Linked DNA regions of Dromaius novaehollandiae: region 1 is linked to region 2. Evidence: chromatin contacts called from public Hi-C data. All regions are on one chromosome and are shown on one strand. Each heading gives the region's core, a stretch centred on a gene start, on an enhancer-like site or on the middle of the called end of the contact. The rest is flanking DNA. Distances are from core to core; before and after follow the strand shown.

Region 1 (7,159 bases), core at 2,429-4,928, 210 kb before region 2:
GAAGCGGCCGGGGGGAGGTTGTCGCAGGGAAGGGAGGTGAAGAGATCGCGACAGAATCGCACCACATCAGCAGGACAGTTTGGAAAGAGGAAAGGTCAAGGCAGGCTCGGCGCTGCTGCGGTGTCATTCCGTCTGTTTGTCCCTTGGTGGAGATCTCGAGTTAGTTTCTCCCTTCCGTCAAACGGCTTTCACTGCTTTATGTGGGGTTTTTCGTCGCTGTTTTTCCCCTCCTTTAGAATTGGCTGTCATGTTTACAGTATTTAACCTTTTCCTCATGTTATTATGAATACGTTAGTTTCTTTCAATGAAAGCCCACCGGGTTTTTTTTTCCTTCGGGAGCTTCTTCATTTGTGCGCGCGCGTGTATATGTGTGTGTATATGTATGTACAGCAACGCACAGTACCATGTACTTGTTGATTTATACAGCGGTACATCTGTTTCAGTAATCCCTCCCTCTAACGCCAGGTGGGTCCCCACCGCGGATCCTAGGCGCGGGTTTCCGGCGACCGCCCCCGGCCTCCCCAGGGCGCAACGCCGAGCCGCGCCGGGAGGCAGCGCGCACCGCGGCGGCAGCCGGGCCCCGCCGGCACCTCCACACCAGGCCGCCGGTAACCGCGGCGGCACCGCTCCGCCAGCAGCCGCCTGGCGCCCACGAGCGGCGGCAGCGCCCGGGAGCCCCCGCTGCCCGCCCAGGGCTCCGCGCGCCGCGGCCGCACGGAGCGTTTCCCACGCGCGAGGTGCCGCCTCGCCGGCGTGACCAGCCGGTCCGTCTAAGGACGCGCGCTCCTGCTTCCCCTCGGCAGACCGCCGGCATCCCGGGCTCTTTTACTTATTACAGACGGTTACGTTCGTGATCCCGTTTCCCGCTCGATCTCACCAGATCAGGAGGACAAACACGGCGCGTGTGGGCGGCATGTGCGCAGCTGGAGCGGGGGGGGGCAGTGTGTGTGTGGGGGGGGGGGGGTTGTACTGCGTGTGTGTGTAGGGGGGGGTTGTACTGCGTGCGTGTGTGTGGGGGGGGTTGTACTGCGTGCGTGTGTGTAGGGGGGGGTTGTACTGCGTGTGTGTGTGTTGGGGGGGGGGGGGTTGTACTGCGTGTGTGTGTGTTGGGGGGGGGGGGTTGTACTGCGTGTGTGTGTGTTGGGGGGGGGGGGGGGGGTTGTACTGCGCAACAGCTCTGTCCGAGGGGGCCGGCGCAGCTGGGAGCTGCTGCGCTGGCACCGGCGCAGCTGGGAGCGCAGTTGACAGCGGGAGCGAGCGCCGGGCTGGCGGCGGGGGGAGGCAGGGCGGGCTGGCGGCGGTGCTCCCCTCGCCCCCCCAGCGCGGGGGTGCGGGGCCGGGCCGGGGAGGGGGGGCGTGGGGGCCCGGCCAGCACAGCGCCGTGTCCCCTCCCCGCAGCCGGGGCGCGTGGGCCGGGCGCAGCGCTGCCATCCACCATGCAGCGCACGTCGGGCCCATTTCCCACGCCGGCCCCCTGCCCTGGGGGAGGAAAGGAGGAGGAGGGGGAGGAATGGGGAACGAGGGAAGTGGGGGCCGTTACCTCTGCTCCGAGAGAGGAACCAATCCACTGTGAAGGACGCAGCACTCCCGAGCAGGAAAGACATTGCACATTCAGAGAGAGATTGCATGTGAAGACACTGCAAAAGCGAGAGAAGGGGAGGGGGGCTGAGGGGGGCGCAGACCGCATGTGAAAGGCATAGTGTGTGTAAGAGAGGCCAGAGAGGGGAGGGAGGGGAGGGGAGAGAGTGCACAAGGCAAGAGAAAGAAATCACTTATTCGCTTGAAGAATCAAGCTCTGCGAGGCAGGCAGTAGTAGTAGTAGGCATGGGAGACAACGGGGAAGGAGACGCAGACAAGAGGCGAAGAGTCCATGCCGTGCAACAGCCCGGAATCCGATTAAAGTTTATGGCGGGGAGGTTAAAAGCGCTTTCATCCCGCCCCTCTTCTGGCGAATACATTAAGTTTTCTGGCTGCGTTTAAGAGCACAAAGGAAAGGGAGCAGTGGGAGCTTCGGCTTGTAATTGTATCGCTAGTGCAGGGAGCCAGTGTAATGCAGTATGCTGGTATTCCTGCATACTGGTATGTCTGGATCTTACACTGTGGGCAAAATTTCCTCCTCTCGGAGCTCCAGAACAGCCAGGGGGGATTTTGATAAATTCAAGTTGCTTGGCAAATATAACAGGGATTTGGTATTAATCCTACTTAACCCGCTGCGAAGATGCTGAGCTCCTGAGCCCCCCTCCTCCGTCCGGGACTGCGGCGGTGAGCACTGAGCCTGCGCCGAGCCGGGCTTTCTCGCTGATGCTGCAGATATAAAGCCGAGTGTCTCCGGCACCGGCGGGGGAGGGTTTCCGCGTCCTGGCAAAGCGGCGAGGGCGGCAGGGGCCGGAGCTGCCGCCGCTGCCGGCGCAGGAGCCTCCAGCCCGGTGGAGCGGGGCGGCCGCTCCTGCCCCAGCGCGGGCTCCTGCGGCGCAGGCTCTGCCCCCCGCGGCCCTCGGCTCCCCGAGGACAGAGGGGGCAACCTGCCCTCCCGCACTGACTCGCCGCCCCAGACGACAGAGGCACGCCGTGGCCGCTGCTTTGAGCCATCCCAATGTATCCGGCTGCTTTCGCTCAAATATGTCACCACCATGGGGAACAAAAGAAAGGCGTCAGACTGCTTTCTCTTTATTCGCAAGCGCCGTTTAAAACAAAGAGCAACCCACACACGCGGAGGACCCGCGACAACTCTCTTCCCCGCACGTGTTCAGGGGGGGCGAGGGCCCCGCCGGAGGCCCCCGCTGCTCCCCCGCACCGGGCGGAGAGGCAGGTAGAGGCGCCGGCAGCACCCAAAGGGCAGCGGCCCGCAGCCGCCGCGGGCGGCGACATGGCATAAAGTCAGAAGGAGAAGCAAACTAGGGAGGGCAGAATAAACAAAGTTGAGCGGAGAGTTTTAGCGTTGAAGTTTGTTTCCCACTTACCCTGGTAGGTGACGCTACATTTTAGCAATCATCGAAGCAGCAAGTCTCTGCGCGGAAATAAATCTGTTACTTCTTACATGTGTTTATTCTCCTAAACCTCTCGCCCCCTCCCTAGTCTTCTCCGAGGATTTTTTTTTCTCCCCTAGGAAACCCACAAACACTGCTGAAAAGACATATTCAAATGACAGTAATAGGAAGAACATGAACACAAAGCCCCAAAGGCTCCAACAGCACTGGGAAACAGGACGAAAGTCTGAGATCTAAAGCAGACCCCCTTTCTCCCTGGAGTTTTATCCAGTTACTGTGACTGCAGCTATTTCACAAAAGCACCAACACTACAGGGAAAGGTGGGAATCTGTGCGAAACGAGTTTTCTTACCAGTGCGATTCCGCAAAATGCAGAGCCCCGAACGTGCACCAGCTCTGCCTAAAAGAAAGGCGAATAAACATGTTCTTTAAAAATCGTTGCTCGGTTCACAGCCTAAAGCGGAGGTGGGGAGGGAAAGGGTGGAAGAGCATCGCTGCCGATCGCGGCTTAGGGAAGGCAACAGCAGCAACACTCTGGCGTGTAATGAGTACGGGTGTTGAGGACTGGACTGGTGTTTTGTGGTGAGCAGCTATCCCACTTGCAGCAAGAGCAGCAGCAGAGGCAGAGGGTAAGGCTGGGCTTTCTGGAGTGCAGCGCTTGACTCGTCCTCCCTCCTCCCTCCCTCCTTCCCTCCCTTCCTCTCTCGCTCGCTCGCTCTCTCTTTCTCTCGCTCTCTCTCTCTCTCCCTCTCTCTTTCTGTGTGTATGTAGCGCAGGCGGCTCTACTGCTGCAGCGTCAGGGAAGAGCTACCGAGAGGCTCCAGCAGCTCCCACCACTTTGGGCAAACTTGCCGGTTTACTGCTTTTTTTTTTTTTTTTTTTTTTTCCGAGTGGGAAGCTTCTCAGTTGCCATTCAACATTTTAAAGCACAAGCCGCTTTGCCGTGAAAGCGCCTGAGCCACACTTCTCCGAGAGACACAGGAGGGAATACACAATTGCAGATTTCACCCACCGTGGCGGTGCAGATCAGAGGAAACAACTGACTGCTATCATTTTATTTGCAGACAGAACTCTCTGTATTTTTTCTAAACCGCGTCGCGGCTCTTTTCTCCTCCCCTTTGCCTTTCCGCTTATATGGATGTAATTCAGAATCTGTGTTAATTCACGTGGGGGATCCAGTTACATCTTGTTCCGCTCCGGGTATATTAACAAGAGACCAATAATCGCCTTTGGACACACAGCCTTGTTGCTAACCTTTGAACTGAAAGGATCAAGTTCAGATCTGGTTACCTGCATTGGGACGGGAAGGAAGAGGCGAGAGAGAGAGCGAGAGAGCGAGCGAGAGCGAGAGACTGCAATCTCATTTGTGAATCGCTCTCAGTGCTGCAGCTCCAGATTGCTATAACACATGCAGTGCAAATGCAGGTAAGACACACACACAAGCTGCGGATGCAAAAACAAACTTGGGACTGTCGTGTGTGTATGTGCATATCTACAGCCTTGCAAATTGTGAGCAAACGGCTTCTGCAGTTTCTGTATCGTTGCTTTGTGACTAATGACCTTGCGCAGAGTTGTTAAAAAAATCCTCTCCGGAGAAAGAGCTGAACATTTTAGGCGATCTCTGAAGATGGATTTGGGTGCTTTTCTGCCAACCAAAGGGGATATTCCATGGACTGCTCTGTAATACACGGAGTTCTTCTCCTATCAGTTGCACGGCTACCGACATTATTGGAATTTTTTTATATTTTTTCTCTCTCTTTTTAATTATTATTAATTTTTAAAGAACTGCCCATTGCTAAGAGGATTTGGAGTTTTCCCGGACACGAGCCCTTTGAATAAAGCGAATCACTTTTTTTTTTTTTTCCCTGTGTGTGCAGAGAGGGGGAAGAATAAAGCTAATGCCTTGGTCGTAAACGGCTGGGAGAGAGAGCGAGCGAGCGAGCGAGAGAAGAGAGAGAGAGAGAGAGAGTGTGTGAATTGTAGTTAACTCTAGTGTCGAAGAAGACGACCTGGGGGGCTTAAAATCGCACAGTGCTGCTCCTGCTTTTATTGCAGACCTTGCAAAGTGATTACAGTAAAATCAGAGAGAAGGAGGAGGAGAAGGGGGAGGAGGAGGAAAATCCCATCCTATCTGCCGAGATGAATCTTTAAAAAGCAAAATACACTGTCCCGTGAACTGTAAGTATATCGCAAGTGGAAGGCAGGGAGAACAGCAGAGGAGCCAGCAGCAGGGTTTTGACCACCAATTGCACCAGCCATGAGACAATAAGTTTCCAGGAACAGAAGGATTTTATAATTGATCACCCGGACGCTCAGCCTTTCTGTTGGCTTATCGGGGGAGTTTATTGGGGGGCGGGTGGGAGTGAGAGGAGGGGGGATTTCGGTGCGAAGAAGATGAGGAAGATGCGGACTCTCCTTGGCTTTGTGCATTGCTGCTGCTGCTGCTGCTTCTTGCTCCTCCTGCCTCCGCCGCTCTGGGTCAGCCTGGCGGCGGCCAAGCAGCTCCTGAGGTACCGGCTGGCCGAGGAGGGACCCGCCGACATCCGCATCGGCAACGTGGCTTCCGACCTGGGTATCGTGACGGGCTCCGGCGAGGTGACATTCAGCCTGGAATCGGGCTCCGACTACCTCAAGATCGATAACATGACCGGGGAGCTGAGCACCACGGAGCGGCGCATCGACCGCGAGAAGCTGCCGCAGTGCCAGATGATCTTCGACGAGAACGAGTGTTTCCTGGACTTCGAGGTGTCGGTCATCGGCCCCTCGCAGAGCTGGGTGGACCTCTTCGAGGGCCGGGTCATCATCCTGGACATCAACGACAACACCCCCACCTTCCCTTCCCCCGTCCTCACGCTCACCGTGGAGGAGAACCGGCCCGTGGGGACCCTCTACCTGCTTCCCACCGCCACCGACAGGGACTTCGGCCGCAACGGCATCGAGCGCTACGAGCTGCTGCAGGAGCCCGGCGGGGACGGCGCCCGGCGCGGCGGCGGCGGCGGCGGCGGCGGCGGCGGGGGGGGGGCGGCTTCCGCGGCCGCCGAGAGCGCCCTCTACCCCGGCGGCAGCAAGCGGCGGCAGGAGGCGGACGGGGCGGCCCGGAGCAGCGTGTTCGAGCTGCAGGTGGCCGACACCCTCGACGGGGAGAAGCAGCCGCAGCTGATCGTCAAGGGGGCCCTGGACCGGGAGCAGCGGGACTCCTACGAGCTGAGCCTCCGCGTGAGGGACGGCGGCGACCCGGCCCGCTCCTCGCAGGCTATCCTGCGGGTGCTGATCACCGACGTGAACGACAACAGCCCCCGCTTCGAGAAGAGCGTCTACGAGGCAGACCTGGCGGAGAACAGCAGCCCCGGGACCCCCATCCTGCAGCTGCGAGCTGCCGACCTGGACGTGGGGGTGAACGGGCAGATCGAGTACGTCTTCGGGGCGGCCACCGAGTCCGTGCGGCGCCTGCTGCGGCTGGACGAGACCTCGGGCTGGCTCAGCGTCCTGCACCGCATCGACCGCGAGGAGGTGAACCAGCTTCGCTTCACCGTCATGGCCCGGGACCGCGGCCAGCCCCCCAAGACAGACAAGGCCACGGTGGTGCTGAACATCCGCGACGAGAACGACAACGTGCCCACCATCGACATCCGGAAAATCGGGCGCATCCCGCTGCGGGACGGCGTGGCCAGCGTGGCCGAGGACGTGCTGGTGGACACTCCTATCGCACTGGTGCAGGTGTCGGACCGGGACCAGGGCGAGAACGGCGTGGTGACCTGCACCGTGGTGGGGGACGTGCCCTTCCAGCTCAAGCCGGCCAGCGAGGGCGAGGGGGAGCCGCAGAACAAGCGCAAGTACTTCCTGCACACCTCGGCCCCGCTGGACTACGAGGCTGTCCGCGACTACAACGTGGTGATCGTGGCCGTGGACTCGGGCAGCCCCAGCCTGTCCAGCAACAACTCCTTGCTGGTGCGGGTCGGGGACACTAATGACAACCCTCCCGTGTTCAGCCAGGCCGTGCTGGAGGTCTCCTTCCCGGAGAACAACTTGCCCGGCGAGAGAGTGGCCACGGTGGTCGCCACGGACGCGGACAGCGGCAAGAACGCCGAGATCACCTACTCCCTGGAGCCTTTGCCCCTCTCCTCGGAGGCGCCGGGCGGCATCTTCAGCATCGACCCGGACTCGGGCGACGTG
Region 2 (6,602 bases), core at 2,756-5,255:
TTGAGATTTGTTGATATTAAAGTATCATTTCTGAATACAGCTTATTCGGTATGAATACAATTTGATATATGATGGGGAAACACTAACCTTTACTACTTGCAGACTGCACAGTATAAGGCAGTGCGAGTGAGCAGGGGAAACTTCAGTGTTCATTAAAATGTAGCTTTTTCAGAAGTGGAAGGTAAATGTTTAACACAATGAAGCTTCAAATATAGAATGAATATAGTTAGGTAGCTTTGTTATCCTGAGAGAAAAAAAAATAATACTTGGTGTGCAGAACCTCCAGTAATTTTCAGTAAAAATGTATTTTGAGTTACACATGCCGGTCTTAATGCACAGGAATGGTAAGTTTTTGATGCCTGACTACCTCTGTGGTTGGATCCAAAGTTGGATTACTGCTTGTGGATTTAAGGATCTTTATTGGTCATATTTTACCAGCATAGCTAATTAAAATGAATGGAAGAAGTCTCTTTAATTTTCACCTGACTTCTACCATATGGTTGTAGTCCTTTTTAAATAACTTCATTGCTGCTCTGACTAAAATCAGATATAACAATTCTAGAGCATGTCATCTTTTAAATATAACTATAAAATATTAGTGACTGTAATAAAATAATTTGGAGGGATGCAAATGTATTTTGTATATTCTGCAAAGTGATTTCCACTTGTGGATAGACTGCCGCGCTCGGTGCATTCTTGCACTGTGTAGGCAGAGTGGGGGGAGGCATGTAGCCTGTATGGTACGATATGCTGTATGCAGAATGGAGGGAGTACTGTACTGCTGAAATTATTGAGAAAATTTGTATACACAGTAAGAGAAATACTAGTCTTTCCTGTTTCCTTTCAACCTTATACACAATACAAAACAATGGGAGGTTCTGAAAAATAACGGTCATTACAGTGTAGAATTGCAGAAGGAGATGGTAAATAATTCTTAGCAATGAAGTAAGAAAAGTGGGGACAACGTCATCAGGTGGATACTAAGTTTTAATTTAGTTCATTGTGAAAATTCAGCTTCTTAGCCACTTTCCAGTGAAACCATAATAGACATTAGAAAGAGTCTAGTAGGCAGACAGCAGTTATGAAAAAAACAGAATTGGTTCAGAAGATCAGTTTTAGCAACTCTCTACTTTTACTGTGAGTGGTCTTGTTTTTTGACATGTGAAACTACACTGGCAGTCATACAACGGTTTTTTCTTCTTAGACTGATCAAGAAAAAAATTACTGCTACTTCTTATATTTTTTGCTCCTTGCCTCCCAAGCTTATTCTTTCTACTTATTCCACCCCTTTTTTTGGATTCATTCTCGCATTCTCACCCAAGCTCCAGCTAAGCTGAGGAGACATGGGAGCTACTACTTTCAACTGGTGTGTAACAGCATTTCTTAGCTGGGGTGGCAGTTCAGTATGAATACTCATTGAGCTTGTACAAGGCTTCCTGATCAGCAGAGCCCCTATGAATTCATTAGGAGACAGGAGTCCTTACCTTACCAAGGGGAAGACACCACTTGGCCCAGAGCAGAAGTCACTGTTTGGCACTGTTCTACCAGAAGCTAGTGCCACCTATGGAGGCAAAATCTTGTTCACCTTAATGTTGTTTGATGAGGATTTGGCAGGCGGGGGAGAAGGGTTGATCTTTACTGGAAGAAAAATCCTCACTTTATTCTACTGTGCTACCCTTTTTAATTTAACTGCCCTGCAAATTTTCTGTCATATACTGTAGTGTCTACTGAAGCTGCCTACAGCATCATTATGCTGCTCAACTAGAAGAGTGGTGTTTATAGAACTACTAGCTTCATAAAGCACTCGGCTTGTCCTTAGGAATTTTGAGATACTAAGGAAAGTTATGTCTGTCAGCTTCATTTACAAGATCAACCAAATGTTCTCTAGCTTGCAAGAAATGCAATAGAAACACATATATATGGAAGAAAAATGTTTCCTGAAATATGTACCTTTTTCTTTTTTTCTTTCTTTCCCATTCCAAGCAGTTATCATATGTAAAAGCACAGCAGAAAAATGCTTGGGAACATTTCTGCTGATTCCAATTATTTATGGCTCAGCATCAGTAACTTGGAGGCTAATTTGTCCAATAATGAACTCTCTTTGTTGCTGAAAGAGATAACAAATGGTATTAAAATATTCAACAGCAACTACTTGTTTCAGTGTTTCAGGAAGTTGCCGTAAACAGTGTTTGTCTCCAACTTTATTTAGACTGATGAATATTAAATATGGCTTGATCTTGGAACAGTGGAACACAAGATCTGACAGGTTAAAATGCAGTTCCATACAGCTAAAGACTAATAGGGGTTAAGGGCGGTTGTGTGTTGCAATTTTCTTCACACAATTGTAATGTGGTAGTCAAGCTGCAAACAGTATGCCTCTTCAAACAAATTGCTTTTGTGAGTAGTATTAGGATAGCAAGCAAATAAGAAGCCTAAGAAACGCCCCAATTTTTTTTCTTCCACCCTCTGAGTAGCTAAGCACAAAAGACTGCAGACAGACCCATTCAAGTTCTTGACGAAATATTGTTGAAAAGACAAAATCTATCTTTTTCCTTGTTAAATATTTTTTCCTCAGAGAAGGAAAAATGATGGTGCTCTTGCCTTTGTATCTCTATACTAAACTTAGAGCTGCTGCTTCTATAACTTATTTTCTACTGTATCTTTTGATGAATATCACTGATGTGCATATGCAGTTTACCAGAAGATTCTAACCTTCTTGCTCCAGTTAGAAGGGGTCAGCTACAGCTTATTTTTTGAATACCTTAAACAGTCAATTTTTGATTATTCGTGGTTGGACTAACTGACTTGTCACTGCATCTGTGGCACAGTTATTCTACATCAAGCTGCTCTGGTCTTGCCAGGCTTACTAGGTCAGGCTGTGCAAATGCGCTCATGCTGCTTTCAAAATCAAATTAAGTCCAGAAATAGTTTCACTGCTTTACTATGGCCTAAAGACTGAGCTAATAAAACCTGCAGACCCATGTCAAATCTGCTTGTTTACAATGACCATTTCTATGCAATAACATACTTTGGTTCTGGACTCACTTGGGATGGAGTGCACAGACACTTGAATGCTTCTGCTGAGGACTATCTAGTTACTCTCTAAATCTTTTGATTTGAGCTGGAAATGCCAAATGCAAATGGGCTTCAGGCAATTTCTTTTGATTTCCTTTCTTTCTTAGTATAATCTGTTTTCCTACTGTCCAGTGTATGCCAGTTCTTTAGCACCCAAAAAACAGAGTAGTGACTCTGGCATGTATTTTTTTTCTTAATTCTTGTGTGTTTAATTTAAAATGCCTCTATATTACCATGTAAGTTAGTTCTGTAATTCAGCGTCAATACCGTTATACTAAATATTGATAACACTGGAGCTAGAACACAGTTTATGCATTTTTTTTCCAGCCAACTCCATAATTATTGTGTTAAATGTGTTTTGCATATAATTAAGTATTCTTGCAACTGCCACTCCTGGGAGAACACTATGTGGCTCAAATTCAGCTACCTCTCTGTCTGTAAGAATGCAGTTATCCAAAGGAAACACAAGTAAAGATGGTTGTGGTTTTAAGTTAATGAAACTTTATACTATCTCCTGAAAACAAATGTTATGCCTTAAGAGTAATAAAGACAAAGAGGAATGGGGAGATGGTCCATATTTAAGAAGATCTTGAACAATTTGGACTGGATCCACAGAACGGCTGATGTAGAAACTTTTAGAGAATTTATCACTGAATTAACTGTTCGTTGTTAAATATCTCCACTCCCTATGCAGCGCGTAAGGTAGATTTCTGAGAATGAGTCCTACAGCAATCAGCATGCAACAACAGTCAGTCAGGGACTGAATTAATTAATAAGAAAGTTGTATGATATTACTGTGACTTTAATCTCAAACTCCTTTAGGACCCAAAATGCTTGAGTTACAAGAGTCGAATGCTTCTGTCTAAAGAGTTACTCTGGGCGCTTTGCAGGGATTAAGCTATGTCAGTGTGAGAATTCCCTCCTGCCAAAACACAGCTGAGGGAATGTTATAACTTTTATTAGTTCAAGATTTGTTCTGGTATAACTATGTGGGCTTTTAGGTATGGGCTATGTAGGCTTTTTATGTGCGAGGTAGCCTGTGTCTTATGTTTCCATGGTGCACTTTCCTGCACGGAGGTCTGTGTACAAAAAAGAGTTTTCAGGTTAATGAAGATCATAGTTCTGAAAATACCATTGTAAACAAAAATTCCCGGTACACCTCAGAAGTTACATGCAAGAATATTAGCAGTTATTGTGGTATATATGATCATATATGGTATGCCATCCATGTTCATGTATTTAAGTGATGGACATGGAAATAACAAGGGTAATCTTCTGCTCCTCCTTCCCTTAGATCCCTTTTAATTTGGAACCCTATTCTGTAACTTATAAAAAACAGGAAATCTTCAGCGCTTAATTTCTTAGAGCCTAAATGAAAGTTGGGCATTCTCTATGTATAAAAATCAGCAAGTCTTTCCAAATGTTGTCTCCTTTCCTTCTTGACTAGATAGTGCTTAGTCTTATTAGGATGCCATTTACGAGTAGAACTCCCCCCTCGGGAATGGGACTTGGGTGTGCCACAAAATGTGGTTTGAAGAATTTCACCTGTAGCAGTCGTGATATATATAAAGGGAGTGGTCATATTTTGCAATGAATAACTTGTATCATTTTCCATATTCCTTTAGAATGTAACTTAATTTTTTACTGTGAAAATGAGAAGTGCTGAACAGGTACTAATTTTTTTTCCAGTTGTTGTTCTGTTCTTGTGGCACACTAACAAAAATATTGTTTGGATTTCAATATTGCACATGGTCATAGAAATTAAACTTTAAGGGTTTTCTCAGTGTGGAAACAGATTTAGATCTTTATTGAACTAATTCCAAAAAGGCAGCCGGAAATGACACAGTTTGTAATTACAAGCTTTGTGCCTACTGAATGTCTCGGCAAAAGATCACAGGCAAATTTTTGAGGAGTGACAAGTGTTTTGAGAGGTTCCACTTTTGAGATATCTGATCTGGAACACTGTCAAAATCCTGCCCCCCCCCTGCAGATTGGTTTCCCTCTGGCCCTGTAATACAGCTACCTCTTCAGAAAAAGACTGAGAATGGTTTGCCCTGTGTACTTAGTGGCACAAAAGTGTTGTTCCTCACCCCACCACAAAAAAGAAAAGCAAAAAAAACCTGTCAAAATGTTACAGCCTGCTGACATTTTCTTTCCAGAGAGCTCTTATATATTGATGCTGTTATTCCAAAGAGGTTCCAAAGGCACTTGTAGGCCAATGTGTTCTAGTAGTTTAAAGCTACTGAAACAATTTTATTAGGCAGGAAAGAAGTATCATAAAAATTATTGGACAACAGTGCCTCTATGAGGATTCATATGCAATGGATTCCCCCAAAATATACATGCTCTGGAAGCAAATCTTCTATCTGTTGTGCAGCTTCCTTCTGTCCTACTCAGTCATGCCAAAAGTACATGGAAAATTTTTGACTGATGAATCTGCCAAATCGCTTCCCTCAGCAATAATGATGGTAGATGCTATGGAGGGAAGTTTTTTTGTTATGTTTTGTTTTTGTTTTTCTTGACAATGAACAACTTGGCTATCAAAATGTAGACCTTTGGATGTTAGTAAAAATTGTAGTGACCAGATGTGAATAACTTTGCCACAGTGTAGTAGTGTACTTAGCCAGGATACATCTGAAAACTCTTCCTCATCCTCCAGCTTTCTATTTCATTAATTTAAGGAAAACTGTCCATGCTTAGCATGTCAAAATCCAGTCACTGCTAATTATTGTGGCTGCAAATTCTAACTTGACAAGTGAAAATTAAACCACGTTCTTTGGTGTGCTGCAGGCTACGCAACATCCCTTCTTGCAGAGAATCCATAGAATGATAGTGAGAGAATTATGCTGACTAAAGTCACTATTAACCTGGCAACAACTGTTTTAAAAAGCAAGTAACAGCCTGAAAGCATTTAGGTTTCAGATTACCTAATAATTTAGGTTTACGTTTGCTTATGTACTCTTAATTGTATCTCTGTAGTGCAAATAACTCGCTCAGTAGGCTTTTTATTTTTTACTACTCTTCTGCAAATGATATGTGGCACACATGCTTGTGTACCATGAGTTGTATCTTGTGAGATTTTAAAACTTTAAAGTATGTGTGATCTCATCTTGGTATCTACGGTGTTTTACAAATGAGTAACTGAGCAAAGCCACAACACTAAAAACAGGCTTAAGATGCCAAATGATCGAGATGAGAATACAATTGTTAATAAATTTAATTTTTTCCCTCAGTTTATCTAAAATGTTTCTGTTCAATAAGTAAATATCTAACACTTAATAAGCAAAGCAACTGCACGCTTATTTGTGGAATATGGTTGCTTATCTGTAGTTGTTTTTGTGGCTCATCAGGATACAAAAAGCAACAGTGGGAACGAGAAAGCTAGTTTAAAAGGTAATCATGCATCTTCTCTGTAGAGACACCAGTTGTTCTGATCATCAGAACAGCACTTTCTTATGGGATGCTGATGAGCCAGTTGGTTTTATAAATATCCTTAATTTGAATTACTGAGGAAAATATCCAAGCCT

Evidence for each region. A called contact is a pair of places that touch in the nucleus more often than the background predicts.
Region 1: a Hi-C map of brain shows a contact between it and region 2, with 2.4 times the contacts expected there. The contact joins the promoter of PCDH7 here to the enhancer-like site in region 2. A contact is called at or near these places in 2 of 4 Hi-C or Micro-C datasets (brain and liver).

Annotation. Positions count from the first base shown.
Region 1 is chr4:66,155,643-66,162,801 of bDroNov1.hap1, reverse strand. It overlaps PCDH7 (protocadherin 7), which reads left to right and starts at 3,678. Exons shown (of 3, transcript XM_064511329.1): 1 at 3,678-7,159. The coding sequence starts at 5,381. It overlaps LOC112995479 (a long non-coding RNA gene), which reads right to left and starts at 1,729. Exons shown (of 7, transcript XR_010389107.1): 1 at 1,541-1,729.
Region 2 is chr4:65,947,329-65,953,930 of bDroNov1.hap1, reverse strand. All of the region lies in intron 2 of PCDH7 (protocadherin 7), which reads left to right. Among named protein-coding and RNA genes, the nearest start is that of PCDH7, 210 kb to the left of the region's middle. Within about 2 kb of position 4,005, at least 1 of the 2 cell types and tissues checked has open chromatin away from gene starts, as enhancers often do.